Regions from separate parts of the Mus musculus genome. Here region 2 is linked to region 1. The links are chromatin contacts, called in public Hi-C maps. All regions are on one chromosome and are shown on one strand. The core of a region is the stretch at or near the end of the contact, and the rest is flanking DNA. Distances in the headings are between cores, read along the strand shown.

Region 1 (6,158 bases), core at 1,886-4,385:
GCACATAAATCATGCCTACTGTATAGTAGGTTCCATAAAGAAAGGGATCCTTGACTGGATGGCACCGTACTTATCATCACCACCGCCCTGACTTGTCTTTTCAGTGGTGTTGGGGACCAAACCCAATCTTAGCTTGGTGTGGTGGCTTATATGGGAAATCTAAATATGAGGCAAGAAGTTTGGGGTGAATTTGAGGCTTGACTGAGCTACCCAGAATTCCAGAAAACTGTCTCAACCACCCCCCTCCCCCATCAAAACTAAAACAAAAAACAGAACAAAATAAAATGCCAACAAACAGCTAGAACAACCAGATGGCTCAGTGGTTAAGAGTACTCGCTGCTCTTGTAGAGGACCTGGGTTTTTGGTTTTAAAGATTTTATTTATTTTTTTATTCATATGAGTGCACTGTAGCTATTTTCAAACACACCAGAAGAGGGCATCAGACCCCATTACAGATGGTTGTGAGCCACCATGTGGCTACTGGGAACTGAACTCAGGACCTCTGGAAGAGCAGTCAGTGCTCTTAACCGCTGAGCCATCTCTCCAGCCCCTAGGTTGGTTCTTAGCACCCACATGGAAGGAAGGTCACAACCATCCGTAACACCAGTGCTAGGAGAATCTTACGTCTGTGGGCACTGCCACCACTACAGTATATAGCCATGCAGAGAAAACTAACACATACACATACACACACACACACACACACACACACACACTAAACTAAGCCAGGAATGATGTTCCATACCTTTGATCCCAGCACTCTGGAGACAGAAGCAGGCAGGTCTTTGGATGTTTGAGGCCAGCCTTGCCTACAAAGCAAACTCCAGGCCAGCTTAGTCTACACAGTGAGATCCTGTCTCAAAACCAAATCAACCAAACAACCAACCAACCAAACATCCTAAACCAAAGAGCAGAAGCTCAGGGTTTGGCCTATACTAGGACATGTGTTCTACCTATCAGCTGCAGCCGCAGCCCTCTATATTATCATCAGGATCTTGTTTTATCCCCAAGCCAGTGGTCAGCATCCAAGCGTGAAGGTGAGCAAGGAAGAAAACAGATGAGAAGAAAGTCTGCTCCCAAGATCAGCAAGGAACAGGTTTCCCTTTGACCATGTTTCCATTCTGTGACTCAATAGGAGACTGGGGGTATGGAGGCACATAGTAACATACAAAGATGCTAGAGAAGTAAGGAAGAGCCGTCAGTCAGGCCTCACCTGGGTGGGCCGCATAGCAGGTAACACCAGTGCCCTCAAGCTGGGTGGCAAGCTCCCGGGCAAACAGCACGTTGGCTAGTTTGCTGTCAGCGTACGCCCGAAGCTCCTGCTGCCAGCCCACCACTGGGCAGTCCAGACGTGTGAAGTCGAGACGACCACGTCGGTGGGCAGCCGATGACACTATTACCACACGGCTGGGGGCACATGACCTCAGGCGGGGTAGCAACAAGTGCGTCAGCAGAAAAGGGCCAACATGGTTCACTCGCAACAGCAGGTTAAAGGTTTCCCGAGTCCGGCCACAGGAGCTGATCCCTAGAGCAGAAGCTAGGCATGAGGTGCTGTCATAGGTGTCCCACAGGTCTTAGAATCCCCACTTGTGAGATGTGTCTGCTGGAGGGTCTGCCTCTCCAGGCTCCCCGCCGCCCTCCCACAGGGCCTGCTACTCCTCACCTGCATTGTGGATGAGGACGTCCAGCCTTGGCTCAGAGCTTAAGAAGGCTGTGGCAAAGGCCTGCACGGAGGCCAGACTGGCCAAGTCCAAGGCCATGAAGATGACCTCATTGTTTCCACTTTCCTGTGGAGCAGCAAGGGCTAGGATTGTTACTGGGTATCTCCCTTCTCCTCCCTCTTTCCAGGCTTCTGAGAGTCTACCCACCTATGACTAAAACCTGCCTCTATGCATCAGCGTGTAATGGGTGTGTGGATTCAAATCTTGACTTTGCCCCTAACTAGAGTGTGACTTCAGACGTGATACTGAATATCTTTTGGGCCTCTGTTCTCTTACTGAAAAATGAGAGGATAGTAATAATATTAACAGCAATAATAATACTTTCTACTGGAAAAAAAAGCTGGGAGAGTTAAATCAGATAAAATACATGTATGTCTGGTGTGGTGGCACACATTGGTTATCCTAGCTACCCTTTTGTCACCAGTTCAAGGCCTGCCTGAGCTAGAGTTAATATATATTAAATACCCAGTCAGCAGCGTGCAGGTATTTGCCATTAACATCCCTTGTTTTTATTATCATTTACCATAAAAATCAATTACAGCCTTTCACCTGTTGTAGACAGCATCTTGCTACGTAGCTCAGACTGCCTTGGAACTCATGATCTCCCTTCCTCAGCCTCTTCAGGGCTGGAATTACAGGTGTGCACCAGCATGTCCTGCTGTAACAAACTTTTCCTAAGAGACTGTGGTCTTCTCTTACACACCTTTTTAAAAAAAATTTATTTTATTTGTTTGCTTGTTTATTTTGAGACAGAGTCTTAGGATGTAGCCCAAGCTGGTCTTCAACTCACAGAAATCTACCTGTCTCTGCCTCTCAAGTGCTAGGATTAAAGGTATGTGACCCTCTCACTCCTGTCCTCTGCAGTCTAGACACCGCACAGTTCTAAGAAATTCATCTGAAAAAGCCATCAGGATGGTCCAGAGCCTACTGAAGTGTCTTCTCTGCTCAGCTGTCTTCAACTCGATGGTATTTGGAAGGGCCTTCAGAAGCTGGCTGTGGCTCAGAACCACTTCAGGACATTCCTTTTATTCCTTGCTTCATCTCCCGCCCCCTGTCTCTCCAATTAGACTCTCTAGTCTCAGGGCATTTGCACCTGCTGTTCTTTCTGCATCTCTTCATTATCCTAACCCTTCCTTCTTTGTCGCCTTTGCCAAGGCTGGCCTTGAGCTCGCAGCCCGGTGCTGGGACCACACCTGACTTCATTAACTCTGATTCTTAAAGCTCTCAAGATTAAAGACCACAGCAGTCCCTGCATCTTCCTCTCTGTTTAAGGGATAGTGAGGCTCTCTCCTCTCAGATCTTGATTCCTCCGTCGCTCTGCTCCGCCCTCCGCGTCCCGGGCTCACCCGCCTCCCGCATTCCCCTATGGTCTCACCTGACGGAGGTCGAAAGCGGCCGCTTCCCCGCGCTCCCGGCTGCGGCAGGCCAGCACCACGCGCGCTCCCCGGCGCGCCAGCTCCAGCGCTGTCATCTTTCCGATGCCGCTATTGGCGCCTGCGGGCGGCGGGTGGGAGCCAGCTCAGCCGGTCGGGCCGCGGCCACCCGCCCGGCCTCCCCGCCGCCCGCTCGCGCGCACTCACCAGTGACCACGACCGTGCGGCCCCGAAGGCTGCCGATGCCGCCGCACGACGGGGCCTTCACCAGGTTGTAGTAGACAAGCACGTAGGCGCCCAGCAGCAGCCCGGCGCCCAGCAGCAGCATCTCCATGCCGGCAGTGCTCCCGATTCCCGCCCGGGCCTCGTCGCTCCCGCCTCGGCCTCGCGAGGGCGGCGGCAGGCTGGGCAGGGGTGTGCGCGCACGCGTGGCCCCTGCGAGCGCCCCCTAGGCGTGCGCCTGCGTGCCCTGGCGGCGTGCCTAGGAGAAACACCTTGGAGTCCTGGGAGCGCCCTCTAGGCTTGCGAACTCCCGGGAACGCGTGCTCGGTAAGTACCCGGAAACATCTGCCTGAGGGACGGGTGGGTGTGTGCATGCCTAGGGCCCTGAGATCTCCGCTCAGGCTTTGGGCGTGCTTCTGGATTCTGGGCGGGCGCCGGCGGTGAGAGCACTGCGTAGGTGTCTGTGCCCATCGCGGGAGTCCTCCAGGCTGTGCATGCATCTGTAGTCTCCACCAACGCGTGTGACTGAATGAACATCTCTGTTTACTCTAGGTGTGAGTATGTAGCAGTCTCTCAGTCTGGAGTCCTGTGTACATGAATGGGCTCGTGTGTCTGGAGTCGAGTCCTGGATGCCTTTTCCTCAATGAAGCGACTCTTTTCTCATTCTTTCATTATCCAGCCCTCCGCTGCTCTTCTAGGACATTTCCCGTTACAGGCCAGAGGCATGAGGCTTCTTATGCTGGCACTGACAGGGTTGTCAGGATTCAACCATGTGATTTCCTAACTTTGTGACCCCACCCCTTTCCCTGTCGATTTTGGAGGTGGTTTCCCTAGGCCCATGGTGGCCTTAAATTTGAGATCCTCCTTCCTCAAACTCCGAAACAGTGGGTATTACATGGTTGTTACTCCATGACCTCTGCTTTCGAAAAGGCGGTAATTTGTTTCTAGAACGGTTCACAGGTAGCAAGACTAGGTAGGTAGACACTCCATTACTCTGGAAACAGTGACTGAGGGTAAGCTGGGCAGGGACAGCTAGGGATGTGGGCATTCCAAGCAGGACCTTGCCTAGGACAGTGAAGGACAGGTAGTTCCTTTCTGCCTTTGGAGGTTTAAGAAGTCCTTCCTGAAGTGGAAGCAGAGTGGCAGGGACAAGAATACAACTATATGTGGGAGTCAGGGTCAGATTTCTGAGACCAGGGAATTCCCTATTTAATACTGCACTGTGTTCTTGGAGCACAACTATAGACGCTGTGGATGTAAAGCTCGTCTTCTAGCCCTATCAACAGACTTGAATATATGAATAGGTACTAGTTAGAATAGTGCCAGAACACAGATTTTTCTAGGGGACTGTTCTCAGGAAGAACTTCCTGAATAAGCCATCTCCAGGAAGCTAGCAGGATGCCCAGGAAATTAGAATTAGGGTAACACAGCAGGGTATTTCCTGATGAGAACAGCAGAAGTTATTCAAGTTACACCAAGAGCCGCACAGGCTAGAGCAGCAGTCTTTAACCTGGGTCACCTCCTTACCAAGAGTCGAAGGACCCCTTCACAGGAGTTGCATCTCAGATATCCTGTGTCAGACATTTATAATTTGCAACAGTAGCAAAATTAAAGTTATGATGTAGCACTGAAATACTTTTAGGGTAGGTGGTCACCACACGACAGACTGTATAAAAGGGTCACAGCATCAGGACTGTTGAGAACCATTGGTCTAGAGAGATGTTACTGTATTAGGGCTCCCTAGGGAAACAGCAGCCCTCCAAAGGCAAGCACTCCTTTCCAGTTCCCTCTCAGAGCTTAGGCTCCCTTCACTAACATCTGCCTTCTCCACCAAGCTTCCCTGGAGACTACCTGAGACTGACACTTGTACAAAGGGTGTGAAAAGTGAGATCCAGGACACTTCCCCTTCTAAGCATGACAGGGAGGACAGACAGGCAGAAAACATAATTTGAAGTATTTTTGGTTTTTATATACAGAATACAGGAAAGTTTCTGTCAAGTCTAAAACATTACAATTACTATGTACATTGGTTGTGGGGAAGAGGAAGTATCTGGGGTGAGGAGGAAGAGAAGTGGTAAGAACAAAAAAGGACACAGAACAGGTTTACGACAAAAACGCCTTTGCTACAATAGACAATTTGAGAAACACTCTACCACATGTACTGTACACAGCTTTTAAAAACATTGAAAAAATGCCATCACTAGATGTATTTACACAAAATCCAAATACACTTTTCCTTATTTGAAATAAAATAGATGGACAGCCAGAAAAAAGGATTCATTTCTCATTTGTCCATATACACAGTAGCTACCTGTAGTGCAACTGCTGCAGAGAGGGGAAGTCCTTGTAGGGTGGGAACCATGGAAAGGAGTGGGTAGCGATCTTTATATTAAATAAAACAATGATATTGTATAGATTTTGCTGTATGAAAACTGTATTTTTTTCTTTTAATATAAAACTATTGTCACTGCCACAAAATAGAACAAGTTTCTGATTATTTTACAACAGTGGGCAGGCGGTCGAGGGGGAGGAGCAGGAGGCGGGGGAAGGGATTGTGCTGGAGGAAGTGTCCAGACCAGGGCCTCCTGTCCCTGCCCTCGCTGCTCCTCAGCGCGGATCTGCCGCTTTCCCATGAAATGTTGAGTACAAATATATGTGCAAATGCCCCCTAGAACTTGAGAAAAGAAAAAAAGTCTTAAAAAACAGTCAAAAGGTTTTCTTCATTTCATGCAAAGATTGTAGTTGAGGGTTTCTGGTATAGAAAACACCCAGGCTTGGTTCGTGTACATTTTTGCATTGCAGGAGTCTTGGGTGGGCGTCCAGGCCAATGGCCTAGGGAACG
Region 2 (6,219 bases), core at 374-2,873, 94 kb before region 1:
TGGAACTTGCTCTGTAGAGCAGGCTGGCCTTGAATCAGTGATCTGCCTGCCTTTGCCTCCTGAGTGTTAAGATTAAAGGCATGATTCCCTCTTTCTTTTTAGAATAGTTTTACAAATATCCCTGCTGGCATCAAATGTACTGTCTACAGTCCATGCTGGCCTTGGACCTGCAGTGATCCCACTGTCTCTCCACTTCTGCACGTGGGATAGCAGGTATGACACATCACCACTGGCTGACCCACGCAGGGACAGACCCGTTTTAAAAAGTCAAACTTTTTTGTTTAAGACAGGGTCTCTCTGTTGCTCTGGCTGTCCTAGAATTTGCTCTGTAGACCAGGCTGGCCGTGGCCTCTAACTCAAGAGATCCACCTACCTTTGCCTCCTGAGCACTGGGGTTAAAGGCGTGTGTCACCACAACTGGCCCTTAATGCTACCTCTCCTTTTTTTTTTTTTTCCTAACTTTTCATATATTGCTGACAAAACACATTTTGGTTACAAAGAGAAAAATGTGTGTGTATATACACATGCACACCAGAGCCAGAAAATAACTCAGGAAATAGTTTTTCCTTCCCACCATGTGGGCCCCAGCACAGAACCAAAATCATCAGACTTGGCCGCAGTGCCCTTTACTCACTGAGCCCTCCCTCCCTGCACATCCTCCACCTGGCCGTGTTTTATTGCTGTTCACTGAGAATGGATCTTGTTTCGAGGTCTAGGCTGGCCTCAAAGTCAAGGCAACCTGCTAGGTTTATCTTTTGAGTAGTGGGATTACAGACTTGTTCCAACGTGCTCAGCATTACTTTTTCCCTTGGTAAACTCTGCATTTGAGGCCACCCTGGTCTACAGAGAAAATGCCAGGACAACCAGGGCTACACAGAGAAACCCTGTCATAAGAAAAGAAAATAGGGGGCTGGAGAGACGGCTCAGTGGGTAAGAGCACTGACTGCTCTTCCGAAGGTCCTGAGTTCAAATTTCAGCAACCACATGGTGGCTCACAACCATCCGTAATGAGATCTGATGCCCTCTTCTGGAGTGTCTGAAGACAGCTACAGTGTACTTCCATATAATAAATAAATCTTTAAAAAAAAGAAAGAAAAGAAAAGAAAAGAATATAAATGGGGGTTGGGGGGGACTGATACCCAGAGGGGGTCTCACCTTCTCAAAAGAGAATGAGGGGGTCCTAGGAAGAGAGGAAGGGCTGATTTTGGGCTATAAAGGGAATAAGTAAATCTAATTTTAAAAGGCATTTTAAAGTCAAAAAATAATAATGAAAAATCTTAGTGCTAAGTGTCAAATACCTCCCATGAGTTACTGTGCAAGGAGGCCTGAGACCCAGGCTACTGTTGCTCTTTAGTGCATCAGCACTAGGTAGCAAGACTGTGGTGCTGCCACAACACATTTTGGTTACAACACAGGAAAAACAAGCTGCAACTGACTTGGAAACTTCCTCCTTGCTGGCTACGGTTTCCACAGCACAGGTAGGTGCTTTGCATGATATGACCCCAAGGGATCGATGGTGACCATATCTTCTACAGCACCAACCAGTCAAGCAAGATCTGCACACTGTACATGAAGGTTATGGAGCCAATGCTCTCAGACCGGATCTGGGGCTTGCCCCACAGGAAGGAGAAAGACATTTGCAACCCTGTTCCCAAGCTCATGCCTGGGGAAGTTGTAACCCACTAATAACGTCTTGCTAAACAGACATGTCAAACTGCCTTCTAAATTCCTCATGTTTACATACATATGCCTCCAACCTCAGTCAGGAAAGGATCCTTTGCAGTGGGCAGCAGGTAAGGAGGAACTCATAAAGAGTCAAAATGCTTAGAATAAGTGTGTATTGGGTCTCAGGCCCAAACAGCACATCTGTATCAAGCCTGCCACCCCACCCCCACGCCCCCAAGGCTTAAGGATCATCACAGAAGAGGGTGTAATATAGATGTGAGAGGCAGGGGTGGGAGGTGTTGGTGTGAATACACGCCATGTTCCCTGTACTCATGAACTCACTGCAGGTCGCTGCTGACCTGCCCACGATCAAGCCAACAAGACCAGAAAGCATCCCAACAGGCAGCACTGACTAGACTCAGGGGCCTTTAAAGAAGAAAAAAACATGAAGTGAGAAGGGGGACCTGTTGGGGGATATCTGGGGTGGACATGGTTAAAATACGTTGTTCACATGTAAAAATTGTTACCGAATAAAAGATATTTTCATGAACAAAAAGAACTTCATTTGTTACTGTTATAAAAATAGGATTTTAAATTTTTTTTTTAACTTTTTGGAGGCTTTTTCGAGACAGGGTGTCCTGGAACCCAGAGATCTGCATGCTTCTGCCCCACCCCCACCCCCCATGTGCTACTATGGCTGGCCAATTTTTTAAGTACTTGACCTTTGTTTAACAATAAAATAAAAAATATTCCCAAGTTAAAATTAGAAACCGATTCCCAAAATACATATAAAATTTGGTTGTTCTTTCTCCTCGTCCATTAACTACGTAATCAACAGTGAGCTCGCAGAGGAAGTCAGACACGCCTCTTGTGCTATATAAGGCTTCTAAAATTTATTACCAGTACAGCTTCTGAAAAGGGAGCTTGAACAAGTTTTGTTTTGTTTTTGAGATGCTAGGACACTGCCCACAGGAAAGACAGAATGAAACTGAGACCCACTGGGACAGATCTTATCCTGGTACCACGGGAAAATGGAATACAAACAGCCAGATGGTTAATCAGCAATGTCTTTAGAGAATACTGTTCAACAGAGGAGAGGGGGAGTTGCTGAGTTTAAATGAAGCCATGCTGTGCCTGGCAGCTCTTGTCTATAACACTAACACTTGGGAAGCTGAAGCAGGAGGATCCTAAGTTTCAGACCAGCCTAGGTCTCAGGGCAAGACTCTGTCTCAACCCCACAAGATGAAATTGATTCTTCAAAAAGAAACTAAAAGCTAAGAGGTTAGGGGGCAGGGGGAGCTGATCTTTTTGTTTTGTTTTGTTTTGTTTTGGTTTGGTTTTTGAAAACAGGGTTTCTCTGTGTAGCCCTGGCTGTCCTGGAACTCACTCTGTAGACCACGCTGGCCTCAAACTCAGAAATCCATGATCTTTTACACAGCTACCTTGTATTAATTATGTGTGCCCTAGCTTTAGTTCCTACTTGCATTCAGATTATTATGTTTGTTTGAGGAATAGACATATTCTACTTCAAAACAGAGGTGTTAAAATAAGAGCTGAAAAATTTAACCAGTCTGGAAGAAATGAATATATCCAGACACTACCTATCAGACTATTAAAGCAATGTGCCCTAAGAAATTGGAATTTCCCCAGGAATCTCAAGCCTGGGCCAGTAGGCACAGAAACCCTTGTCTACAGGGGTGAGATTATAGATCTAAGAGCTAAAGATGGGGGGCGGAGGGGGCTGAGCTGCACCACACCTCCATCATGAAGGAGCCTACTCCCTGCCGGTCCTCTAGCTTTAATCTCACTTCAGGGCACAAGAATAATGGGTTTGTGGGGGTCACTGGATCTCTTTGCCCCTTTCCCCAGTGTGTTGGCTACATTGAATAGATCTCCCTTTTCTCTCATTCATATATATCCATTCATATATGTATGTGTGTATGTATATATATATATATATATATATATATATATATATATATATATATATATATCACATCCATCCCAGCTATAGAGCGTTCATACACAATTCCCCCATAAACCATAAAGGGAGAGGAGATTATCTGATGTGAAAAGGGGTAATTGCATTTGAGATGTTAAAAAAAAATTATTATAGGCCGGACGTGGTGGTGCATGCCTTTAATCCCAGCACTTGGGAGGCAGAGGCAGGCGGATTTCTGAGTTCAAGGCCAGCCTGGTCTACAGAGTGAGTTTCAGGACAGCCAGGGCTATACAGAGAAACCCTGTCTCGGAAAGCAAACAAACAAATTATTATAAGTGAGGGATCTAGACACTGTAATATAGAGACGGTAAATAGCCCGAAACACACTGAAACATTTAGTAAAGACACTCACATTCACTAAGTACCCATTATGTATCAGGAACTGTGGCAAACCACTGGGAATACAAAAGAGAAGAACAAAATCCCTCGTGAAATGTGAACATAAAGCTGTTAACAGAAGATGCCAGGTATAGTTTTAAGAGTGGTGGCAACATACTCTTAATCCCAGCACTTGGGAGACAGAGGCAGACTGATCTGAGTTGGAAGCCAGAGACTGTTCTAGATAGCAAGACACAGGACAGCCAAGGCTATATAGAAAGACTCCAAACAAAACAAAAAACAAAAACAAACAAAACCTACCACCACAAACATACAAACAAACAACACAGAGAGCTAGGCATGGTGGTATCAGATCATAACTCCAGCATGTGGACACTGTGGCAGGCATAGACAGAGGTCCTTATACTCAGATCAGCACTAGGGAAAGCAATGTTAAACACAGAGAGAAGGAAAGCCTGTTTACTACACAAAAGGCTGGGATTGGGTGTGGTTAATAGCCTGGTGATCTTTGTTTGCACTGTGTGGCAAGACCACACTGGATCCTTTCTTAGACCCTTATCATGAGCTCTGCCAATCTATAGAACATATCTTTATGGAAGATGTTCCATGTACTATTACAAAGAGTTTGGATATAGTCATGTCTTAAGCTTCCTTTTTGGTTTTTCAAGACAGGGTTTCTCTGTGTAACCATCGCTGTCCTGGAACTCACTCTGAGAACCAGGCTGGTCTGGAACTCAGAGATCCTCCTGCCTCTGCCTCCCAAGTGCTGGGACTAAAGTCAAGGCCACAACACCTAATTCTGTCTTAAGCTTTATTGTACACAGGAACTAAGTTACTTATCACAAGGAAAACTTTCACCAAATTGTGCTGAGCTTAAATAGATGTAAAATAAGTTACTCAGGATCAGACTCCCTGAGCTAACAGCAGTGCTACTGAGTCCTCACAGACCCTCATATTACACTGGCTCACATGAGCCCTGCCTTGATACTGCCCTCAACCAAACAGTTGATGTACAGTAGACCTAACGCATTAACTAACAGAACTACTTTGGACTGTTTTTGTAAAGTGCCTCTGTCTCAAAAACAACAGTCAGATGCTGGTGGAGCTCTGCGATTCAAAGTCTGCCTGGTTTACTCTAGGTCCAAGCCACCCAGAGTTACGTACTGAGACCCCATCTCAAAAAAGGTGCCCCAGGATCACCTGCAAGTTTGGGTCTAGGGGCTCTGATGTCCTCTTCTGGCTCTGTGGACATAGGCGCACACATGGTGCACAGTCACCCATACGCACAAAGTAGTAAAATAAAAGCATGGCTCTGCAGCATCTTTGGGTATTTCTTCTATGCTTTGCTTCTTTGCTTTTTTTTTTTTTTTTTTTTTTTTTTTGTAGAAATAATGAATAATCAAGAGGTGGTTGTTCCAGTGGTCAGAAAGGAAGCGTTAACCGTAGTCCTGTATGTCTGCTGATAAGGGCTGGAATGTAACCAACTTCATCTATTGTGGAGTTTGTCTTTATTTCTTAGAACATCCCACAGGAAACCTTTTTCCCTTTTTTCTTTTGATTGGTAATAGTGTCCTAATCTTTGGATTCCCTTGGCAACCAGAGAAACAAAAACAGCATTCCAAGGAGAAAGCAGGAAATTTTTACTTGTTGACTTTTTTTTTTTTTTTGCAGTCCTGGGGATGAAACCCAGAGCTTTGGGGGTGCTAAGTTTATGTTCTTCCATTGAATTCTACCCCTATTTTTAAATAACTTAAAGGAAGGATTTCCTACATTATAGGAGAAAACCGTTAAATACAGTTAGAAATCCAGAGGAAAGAAATCAAAATAGTGTAATGTTTGCAATTCTATCAACTGAAGAAAGATGATCTAGAATTCAATCTACAATCTCAGTGACTCGAGAGGCTGAGGCAGGAGGATTGCAAGCTCCAGGCCTCCCTGAAATTCAGAGAAGAGAAGATTCTAACTCAGAAATCATGGTTCTCAGTCTGACCTCACTACTAAATCACTACATTATCTGATTCTTGAAAAGCCTTAGTTTTCCCTATCTTGAAAAAAATACAGAGAAAGTAATTATTGAATCCTTAGATGAAAACAAATCTAGAAGTAAAAATATTTATCTCAGCCAGTCGTGGTGGCACACACATTTAATCCCAGCACTTGGGAGGCAGAGGTAGGCGGATTTCTGAGTTCAAGGCCAGCCTGGTCTACAAAGT

The links. Hi-C and Micro-C count contacts between places; a contact is called where the count stands out from the background.
Region 2: a Hi-C map of bone marrow-derived macrophages shows a contact between it and region 1, with 45 read pairs. The contact joins the enhancer-like site here to the promoter of Dhrs13os in region 1. A contact is called at or near these places in 12 of 39 promoter capture datasets (Sertoli cells, cranial neural crest, embryonic stem cells and 6 more), 1 of 15 datasets of contacts at CTCF or cohesin (CD8 T cells), 3 of 484 Hi-C or Micro-C datasets (bone marrow-derived macrophages, embryonic stem cells and myeloid progenitors), 14 of 115 datasets of contacts at active chromatin or transcription factors (the 230-238 cell line, CD8 T cells, the HPC-7 cell line and 10 more) and 4 of 9 other capture datasets (adipose tissue, embryonic stem cells, liver and 1 more).

The regions. Positions count from the first base shown.
Region 1 is chr11:78,029,642-78,035,799 of GRCm38.p6, reverse strand. It overlaps Dhrs13os (dehydrogenase/reductase (SDR family) member 13, opposite strand), which reads left to right and starts at 3,135. Exons shown (of 2, transcript NR_152257.1): 1 at 3,135-3,643; 2 at 3,869-5,794. Dhrs13 (dehydrogenase/reductase (SDR family) member 13) reads right to left here and starts at 3,487. Exons shown (of 5, transcript NM_183286.2): 1 at 3,302-3,487; 2 at 3,097-3,215; 3 at 1,664-1,787; 4 at 1,214-1,525. The coding sequence starts at 3,428. Phf12 (PHD finger protein 12) reads right to left here. Exons shown (of 15, transcript NM_174852.3): 15 at 5,264-6,158. The coding sequence ends at 6,149.
Region 2 is chr11:78,122,240-78,128,458 of GRCm38.p6, reverse strand. All of the region lies in intron 1 of Fam222b (family with sequence similarity 222, member B), which reads right to left. Among named protein-coding and RNA genes, the nearest start is that of Fam222b, 31 kb to the right of the region's middle. Within about 2 kb of position 1,623, at least 57 of the 459 cell types and tissues checked have an H3K27ac peak or open chromatin away from gene starts, as enhancers often do. A contact at or near this core is called in the 230-238 cell line, adipose tissue, bone marrow-derived macrophages and 2 more, where this site is marked.